Regions from separate parts of the Mus musculus genome. Here region 1 is linked to region 2. A link is a contact called in public HiChIP or PLAC-seq data. All regions are on one chromosome and are shown on one strand. The core of a region is the stretch at or near the end of the contact, and the rest is flanking DNA. Distances in the headings are between cores, read along the strand shown.

Evidence for each region. HiChIP or PLAC-seq counts read pairs in DNA pulled down with a chosen protein or histone mark.
Region 1: a contact with region 2 is called in an H3K4me3 HiChIP or PLAC-seq map of forebrain, with 4 times the contacts expected there. The contact joins the promoter of Gpd2 here to the enhancer-like site in region 2. A contact is called at or near these places in 4 of 39 promoter capture datasets (cranial neural crest, frontonasal cranial neural crest, hippocampal neurons and 1 more) and 4 of 115 datasets of contacts at active chromatin or transcription factors (acute myeloid leukemia, embryonic limb bud, forebrain and 1 more).

The regions. Positions count from the first base shown.
Region 1 is chr2:57,236,418-57,240,671 of GRCm38.p6, forward strand. It overlaps Gpd2 (glycerol phosphate dehydrogenase 2, mitochondrial), which reads left to right and starts at 1,965. Exons shown (of 17, transcript NM_010274.3): 1 at 1,965-2,150.
Region 2 is chr2:57,898,703-57,902,891 of GRCm38.p6, forward strand. No RefSeq gene overlaps it. Among named protein-coding and RNA genes, the nearest start is that of Galnt5, 97 kb to the right of the region's middle. Within about 2 kb of position 2,264, at least 29 of the 459 cell types and tissues checked have an H3K27ac peak or open chromatin away from gene starts, as enhancers often do. A contact at or near this core is called in forebrain, where this site is marked.

The sequences.
Region 1 (4,254 bases), core at 715-3,214, 660 kb before region 2:
CACAGGAACAATGCCAAAATGCAGTGGTTTTGACAGAGAGGACTCAAAAGAAACACATGGATTGTTTGGGGCTGCTTCCTGGCTCTTTACCCTTTTCCCACATTGTCGCATCTTTTTCCTTTAGGGCTCTTCATGAATCCTATTGGATGCTTCCTGTTCTGATCTTTTTTGTTTGTTTTGAGGCCCATATTTGTCAAGTGCAATGCTGCCCAGGGCTTCCGATTTTTCTCCTCTGTCGTCTAAGTTATGCCGAGGTCTGATGGGTGCTCATGGGTTTCTGATGAGAGCTGAATCCTTCATGGGTGGAGTACTTAGTGAAGAAAGACTTGACATAGTTGGGCCAGAAACACACTGTTCACTTAAGCATCCACTTAAAGCCAACGAACATTTAAACATCTTTTATAGGCACTAGGATGCGAAAGTCAATGGCGGAATGGTTTCATTTCCAGGAACTGCAGTCTTTTAGGTGAATTAGTGGGAAGTCAGCATGGACCCTGATTTCGACCTACTTCTTTGCAGAGAAACGCATTGAACTTCTAAGTAAATATTTGAGATCTGAAAAACAGGAAAACCGAAAGTCAGTGGCTTACTTCTAGGGCTCTCAAACTAGAATCCTTTAGGACCGAGCTATTGAACATCAGCTCTCAACCCTTAGTGTGAATCTGGACCTCTGTAATGCTTGGTTAGGTCTGGAGCTGGAACTCGGATGTTTGGGACTCAGGTAGCCACTAGCTCAGATTGTTTGCATTTCTGCCAAGTTCTCAGGTGATGCTGTACCAGGCACCATAGCTGTACTGTGAAAGGCACATTTTAAACGCTAAAGATTCCCTGGCTTATTTCCAAACCCTTTCAGTGGTACAGCGACAGAAGCTTAGTTCGTAAATTTAGCGTGTCCAAGGCCAGGAACAAGTTCTTTTGCCTTTACAGAGGGTTTGTTTGCCATAAGTTACTGTGAGTTTGTGACCCCAAACTATAGGCATTTCTACAGGGTTTAAGAATACTATGTATGTGACTTAGCAATTGATTACTAAACACTGCTACAATTTCCTTCAAACTAATTTGGCACGAGGAGCTTTTCGGATCAGTCCCTGCCTACTTTTCAACACCATAATCTCAGGATTTAAAGTGGGGTCTTTCGGAACCCGAACTGAGCCCTCCTTGGGTACCCTTGGTTTTGCTTAACCCTTTTAGTTGCAACAAGTGAGCTGGGCATGCTCAGTGGGCAGGGTCGGGTTGGGAGGGGGTGCAAGTGGGAAGCCTGTGGCTCCGCAGCCAGGGTTCTCCGCCTCCCCCCACCTGTACGAGGCCCGGCCCGCTGGGCCAGCGCTCAGCATCCCACCCTTGCTGATTTGGCTTGTTCTTCTCAGCGGGTCCCGGTGCTAACATTCAGGCCCGGGGTCCACAGGCCTGGAGCGCCCACAGAACACGCTGGGGTATCTGGGCCGAGAGCTGCAGGCCGAGTCCCTAGAGTCCCCCGACTCCTAGACGCCTTTCTAGGCCCAGGGAAGCCTGGCGGCTGGGAGGCGCGGAGGAGGGGACGCCGGATCTAAGGGCGCGCGACGGGTGATCAGGTAAGGCAACCCCGGTAGGCAGCAGGCGGGGGAAACGTCCTCCCCCTAGGGCAGATGGCAGGAGTGGCCCGCGTGGGGAGGGACAGAAACCCAACACCACAGCGGCTTCCCCGGCCTAGCTCAGCCCTCTCTTCTTTCCTCCAGCTAGCAAGGAGTGGCAGGGTATGGAGTCGTGCTCCGCCGGGGCTCAGGGCAGGATCGATAACCTCGGGCATGGCCAGCCCACGTCCCTGCGAGACCCAGAGCGCCGGGTCTGCAGCCGCCCTTTCCCACCGGCTGCACTTCCGCATTTCCCTGCCGGGCAGAGTCGCCCGGGCCGCGGTGTCGCGGCGAAGGCGGTGGCTGAGTTGCCGGATCATCCCCCGGGGAGGCGGAGGCGCACGAGGGGAGGAGGAAGTGGCCGGGAGGGGCGTCGGCGGGCGGGTCGGGTTACGGTGGCCCCGCCTGACCCGGTGACATCCCGGCGCGCTCGCCGCGAGCTCAGGGCCACTCTGGTTCTCGGTGAGGCCGACTCCGTTCTGGCTGGAGGATCCTGACTCCCTTGCTCGCCGACCCCTTGCGCGTGACGACCGATCTCAGGTGTGTGCGTCCTGGCGACCTGGTCCTCTGCCTCGGCTTCTAGGAGGAAGTGGTCCCTCTCTGACTTGTGTGACTCGGTGGGACTGCGGTGTGGCGGAGGTGGAGGTGGTGGTGGCGGGAAACTGGGGCGAGACTGTGAATTTGTTCCCACCAACGGAGGAGGAGCACAATTCTCATTCAGGGTTAGGCGAGACTGGAATACGTTTGAGATACGCTTTACCTAGCTGGAGGCAGGGCGTTCCCACATCAATGAAACTTTATGCAAAGTTTTAACTTGTGAAAGTGGCTTGTCTGATGCGGAGGCTTGCTGTTTCCTTCTGAGGTGAGGCGGGGAAGACCCTTCTGCAAGGGGGAGGAGGCTTTCTTTGAGAAACTCAGTTGCCGGGGTGTGACTGGCCCAGGAGGAAATGCAAAGTGTACACCGGCAACAGCCTCCTCTCTCCGCAAAGCAACTGTGTCTTGCCAAAGAAAGTTTGCTGAGTGCTGCAGCTTTAGGAAGGCTTTTAGCAGGTGATGGTCCCTAGACCGTCCTTTATCCCTTAGGAAGATATACGTACTCCTGAAACAGCCTTCCTCAAGCAACACAAGTTCTTACAAAAGTTCAATGACAGGGGCATCTAAGTGTTACAAGAAGTAAATATCCCAGGGGTTGCTACAGAAACAGCCAAAAGTTACATTTGTCAATTTGTGTGAGTAGGTGAGAGAAGGAAGTTGCCCTGTTTGCTTAAAACAAAACTTTGTATCTTGCATGTATTTCAAAGTTTGAGAGTCTTGGAATTTCTCTTTTTGAACGTGGAAAGTGCTGGTGATGGCCTCTCTGGGACCATGGGGCTTCTTGGGAGCTGTTGGTTAGCATATGGGGCCTGGATGCCATTGCCCAGTGGATAGCATGTGCTGTCTCTGGGGCCTTAATGATGAGTGTTGAAACCTCCCCCTGTTTCTCATAGAGACATTAGTCAAACGACCACACTTCCTTCATTTTAGCAACCTAACCCTTCACCTCAGTGAACAATGGGAAAGAATTTGGGATGAGAGACAAAACTGTTAGAACTCTGCTTTCTGAGAGCATTAGTCACATAGTCACCTTATAAATAAGTCATTCTAGGAACCATGGGAAGGCAGTTGCATGCCTCACTGTTAATGAAAAGGGCACAGAGTTAGCAGTTCTCAGTGGATGTCACACCCCACTGCTGAGTCTTATAACTAATGCTTCTTATAGACAGTCAAAAAAGAGTTGATTGTCACTGTGGATGAATGAGATGAATGATGTTGACATACTGATAGAATTCTTACATTATCCTGTCCATAGTCAGGATGTAAGTTTTTTTTTTTTTTTTAAGATTTATTTTATGTATATGAGTACACTGTACTTGTACAGATGCTTGTGAGCCATCATGTGGTTGTTAGGAATTGAACTTGGGACCTCTGCTTGCTCTGGCCCCACTTGCTCCGGCCCAAAGATTTATTTGTTGTTATATCTAAGTACACTGTAGCTGTCTTCAGGCACACCGGAAGAGGGTGTCAGATCTCATTACTGATGGTTGTGAGCCATCCTGTGCTTGCTGGGATTTGAACTCAGGACTTTCAGAAGGGCCGCCAGTGCTCTTAACCCCTGAGCCATCTCTCCAGGCCAGGATGTACGTTTTTACTGGGGTTGGGTGTGTCTTACACACTTTCAGATCTCTAGCACCAGGAGTGGTGGCTTGGTTTGCAATAGTCTTCCACAAATGCTTTCTCCGGCAGTGACTAACCTGAAACAATGTATCTGAGTCTAAGAAACAGAAAGTTTTGGCCTTAGAGAACATGTTCAAATTTACTAAGTCTCATAGACAAAATATGGGTAATGGTATATGTATATGTACACACACACACACACACACACACACACACACACACACACACACATATACGTATACACACACACACATATATATACCAGGTCTACAATCACTAGTAATATGTCCTAGAGGCAAGAAACTCTAAATGTTAGTGTCCTTCCTCTTATTTTTCTTTTGCATTGGAAAAGCAAATTTTGGGAAAAAGCATACAGCTAGACAGGTGATTTAGGTTTGGGGTTTTTTTTTTTTTTTGTTTTGTTTTGTTT
Region 2 (4,189 bases), core at 1,014-3,513:
AGTAAATTGCACTCTGCTCATGATTGAGTCTCTGGTTAGCACAATTCAGCAACACAGCCATAGAAATAATAGATATTCACCGAAATAAGAGTTATTCATTATATCTTACCTCTTGCAACCTACTCCTCAGAAAATAAAAAGTCCCCACCATTATGTGACCGTATCTGAAAACAAAAGAGTTTTCAGAAGCTTGATAGAAGTTATAAGCACCACCATTTCATCACATACACACACACATACACACACACACACACACACACACACACACACACACACACACACAAACACACACACACACACACAAATTCTAAGCTTTTAGAATTCGTTTTGACTCTACAGAAAACAGCTACAAATGTTTTCCTAGGAGAGTTTATAGGGAGGTTTACTGAAAGTAAGTAAATACTGTTAGAACTCATTCACCTAAGGAGCTCTTTCCAGAAGATGCTACAATAGCAACCATTAATCAAAAGATTATTTCATCTGATATTTCCAATTTGCTTTTATTTCTAGACCCTGAGATACACAAACACTGGTATGAGCAATCACTTGTCTCATTAAAAACAAACATCCAAACAAAAGGAGTACACTTTAAGCAACAAAGATTGCACACAAGTTCAGTCTTCTGGAAAATGCTCTCCAGTATTGTGGATTTTTCCACTCACAGAAGCTTTGCTGTGATTTCCCATTCCACATCTGCTCTTCATTTGAGGTTCTTCCCCAAAACGCAGGAACAGAGGTGCCAAATTCTTGATGTTAAGAATTCTCACAAAACACCCATGGAAGGAGTTACAGAGACAAAGTTTGGAGCTGAGATGAAAGGATGGACCATCCAGAGACTGCCCCACCCGGGGGCGTCCATCCCATAATCAGCCACCAAACCCAGACACTATTGCATATGCCAGCAAGATTTTGCTGAAAGGACCCTGATATAGCTGTCTCTTGTGAGGCTATGCCAGTGCCTGGCAAACACAGAAGTGGATGCTCACAGTCAGCTATCGGATGGAACACAGGGCCCCAGTGGAGGAGCTAGAGAAAGTACCCAAGGAGCTAAAGGGATCTGCAACTCTATAGGTGGAACAACAATATGAACTAACCACTACTCTCAGAGCTCTTGACTCTAGCTGCATATGTAGCAGAAGATGGCCTAGTCGGCCATCATTGGGAAGAGAGGCCCTTTGGTCTTGCAAACTTTATATGCCCCAGTACAGGGGAATGCCAGGGCCAAGAAGTGGGAGTGCCTGGGTAGGGGAGCAGGGCAGGGGCAGGGTATAGGGGACTTTTGGGATAGCATTTGAAATGTAAATGAAGTAAATACCTAATAAAAAATTGGAAAAAAGAAAAAGAATCCTCTAGTCTCCTTGAGAATTCTTTAAAAATTTAAATGCTATGTTGGATGACAAGGAGACTAGAGGATTCTTTTTCTTTTTTCCAATTTTTCTCTTAGCATCCGAGTAGAAGCTATTTTACAAATCCTAAGTGGGGTTCATGCTGAATAAAAGCTTCATTGAGATTCTAAGCTGGGACCCTCCGCTTATGTCTACCTCTCTCATGGTGGAAGAGACCTATGCTGTTCAGACTGTAAGCTGGACTCCCCCGCTGGCATCCATCTGCCTTCCGGTGATGGGCTATGGATAGCTGTGGACCAGGCAGCATACTGTTTGTTTTGCTCTCTCACAGCAGTTCAGCCTGGGCTTACAGAGATCGCTGTGAACACTCAGCAGCTTCTATAAGCTCTAATTCTCATCCTCGTATTCTCCGTAACTACAGCTATTACGTAAAAGTCCACAGCAAAGCTTAGCTACTGGGGTGAAAAACAACTAGAGAAACATTCTACTGTGGACAGCTTTCTGTCAAGTCTTCCATCCCTCTTTGTAAATAGAGACTTGGATTTTGAGTTTCTGAGAAGAAGGCCCACCTGGATTTCTAGAATATACCATGGCAGAGCCTTGGCAAGTCAGAGGCGGAGGGTGGGGGATTTTATTCTACAGGCACAGATGCTTTCAGCTTTCAAACAACCTCCTACTTCTTAATCCCTCTCTTCAGGTTCCTGCCAAGCTCTCTGGAAATCTGAGCTTTGGACACCCTCCAACACAACATCTCATCCATATGCCTGCCTGAGGAAGACATTCCGCAGGCTCTTTCCTTCAGTCCGTGAATGATTCATGTGTTCAGATCTTAAACATCAGCTTACTGAATGAGGGACCTAATGGACTGAACGCTTGATCTGACGTCAAGGAAATGCGCTGTTTTAGGGGTACGTGTCTGACACTGATGGCTTAGCTAGAAAATACGACAGCATTTCTTCCACCCCACAACACTCCTTCCTCTTATCACAGTGCTGAGATAAAGCCTTGTACATGAGAGGCAAGCATTTTACCCGTCCCCTGTCCCCAGCTCTACCCCAGACCACTGTACTCCCTTTCAGTGCTTCTTGACTGAGATCCACATTTGCTAACCATATTTTAAAGCTCCATTTTAAGGAGAATTGACTTCTGTTAGTAATGGTGCATTGCAGTTTATTCCAGGAAAAGTAAATGGAATGATAATTCTATTCTTTCCTTCCAAGGGAAATATGCCACGTTAATAAATTGCTTTTACTGCCCAAAGCAAGATTATAACCCAAAAGGCCTAGAGTAGAGGTTGGTAACTAAAATAAGTCGGAATAGTTAAGTCATAGAGGGCAGTTGGCCCTTCATATCCACAGGGTTCTCATTCACGTGTTCAACCAGCTGCAGATGGAAACTACTCAGGTAATAAAAAATGTATTCAGAATATAAATACTTTTGCCCTTGTCACTGTTTCCCGATCAAAACAATATTACAACTGTTTGCACAGTCTTTGATTGTATTAGTCTCTAAATAAGCAGGAGATGATCTACAGGGTGTGGGTCGTATTAGATAAGGTTCTTGGGCATCCCAGGTTTGGATGCCTGGGAGAGTCCTGGAGCCAGTCCACACTCATACTGAAGAACAGGGGTCCTGTTTAATACAATAGGACACAGCTCCTACTTAGCTATTAAATAGTGTTTTGCTGTGTGTGTGTGTGTGTGTGTGTGTGTGTGTGTGTGTATGAATGCATATCCAGGTTTGTGTAGGTATGCTCACAAATCCATGTGTGATCATGTCATGTGTGCACATGAATGTGGAGGCCAAATGTTAATATCAAATTCCTTCCTGTATCACTTTCTCCTTATTTATTAAACATAGGTTCTCTAGCCTACTTAGGAACTCGCTGACTGAACCAGAGTGGTTGGCCAGGGAGCTGTATGTCTCTACCTCTCCAGTATTGGGGATAAAGATGCATTCTTTCCTGCTTGGTTTTTAGACGGATGCTGGATACAGGCCATAGCTCTCATGGTTCTGGAGCAACCCTGGTACAGTCTGGTGGATGTTCTCCATACCCTTCCCACTGCTGACATAGCTGGAACTTACAGAAATTTTTAGATGCTATAATGTCTTTTTGTTGTTGTTTTTGTTTGGGGTTTCTGTTTTGTGGTTCTAATTTTGTTTTGAGATGGGGGTTTCATGTAGCCTAGGCCAGTCTTGAACTTATATAGCTCAGGCTGGCCTCAATCTACTAGCTCCTGTCTCTACCTCCTGGAGGTTTGGATAATAAGCTTTTATTCTTACATGCAATGTCCTAGCCTTAAACATTAGCTATTATTTAGGACAAATATAAACAATCTCTAAGGCAAAGACAGCTGTACACCAGATTTGATGGGTATTGTCAAGTTTATAATCTTTGACATACTTTATTTATAAGTGTTTTAAATAGGTTGATAAGAAACAAAATGAAGCTAAAATCACTTAAACTTTGCTATCAAGTAAACAATTTTATTTTAAATGACAGTAAAGAGTGAGGAGCTTTCAGAGACAGTTATGAGTGAAACTCTTGGTTCAACCAACTCTGACCTGTGTGATCTGGAGAAAACTGCTTGAGTTCTTATAACTTCCATTTGTAAAATGACAGAAATAATGTTCCTTCCTGTGGCTGTGGTAATGAAAGCACAAGCAGTTTAAACCATTTGCTTTGTTTTGTGGTTCTCAGCACACAGTAGGCATGAACTATGTGCTGTTCATTCATAGTGCTCTTATGCATGTGGATGCACACTGCAGATCTTACAGCCAACAGAAACCAGAGACAAAGCTGCCAGGAGAAGCACAGGCTAAAAGAGTCTTCTTTTGGTCGG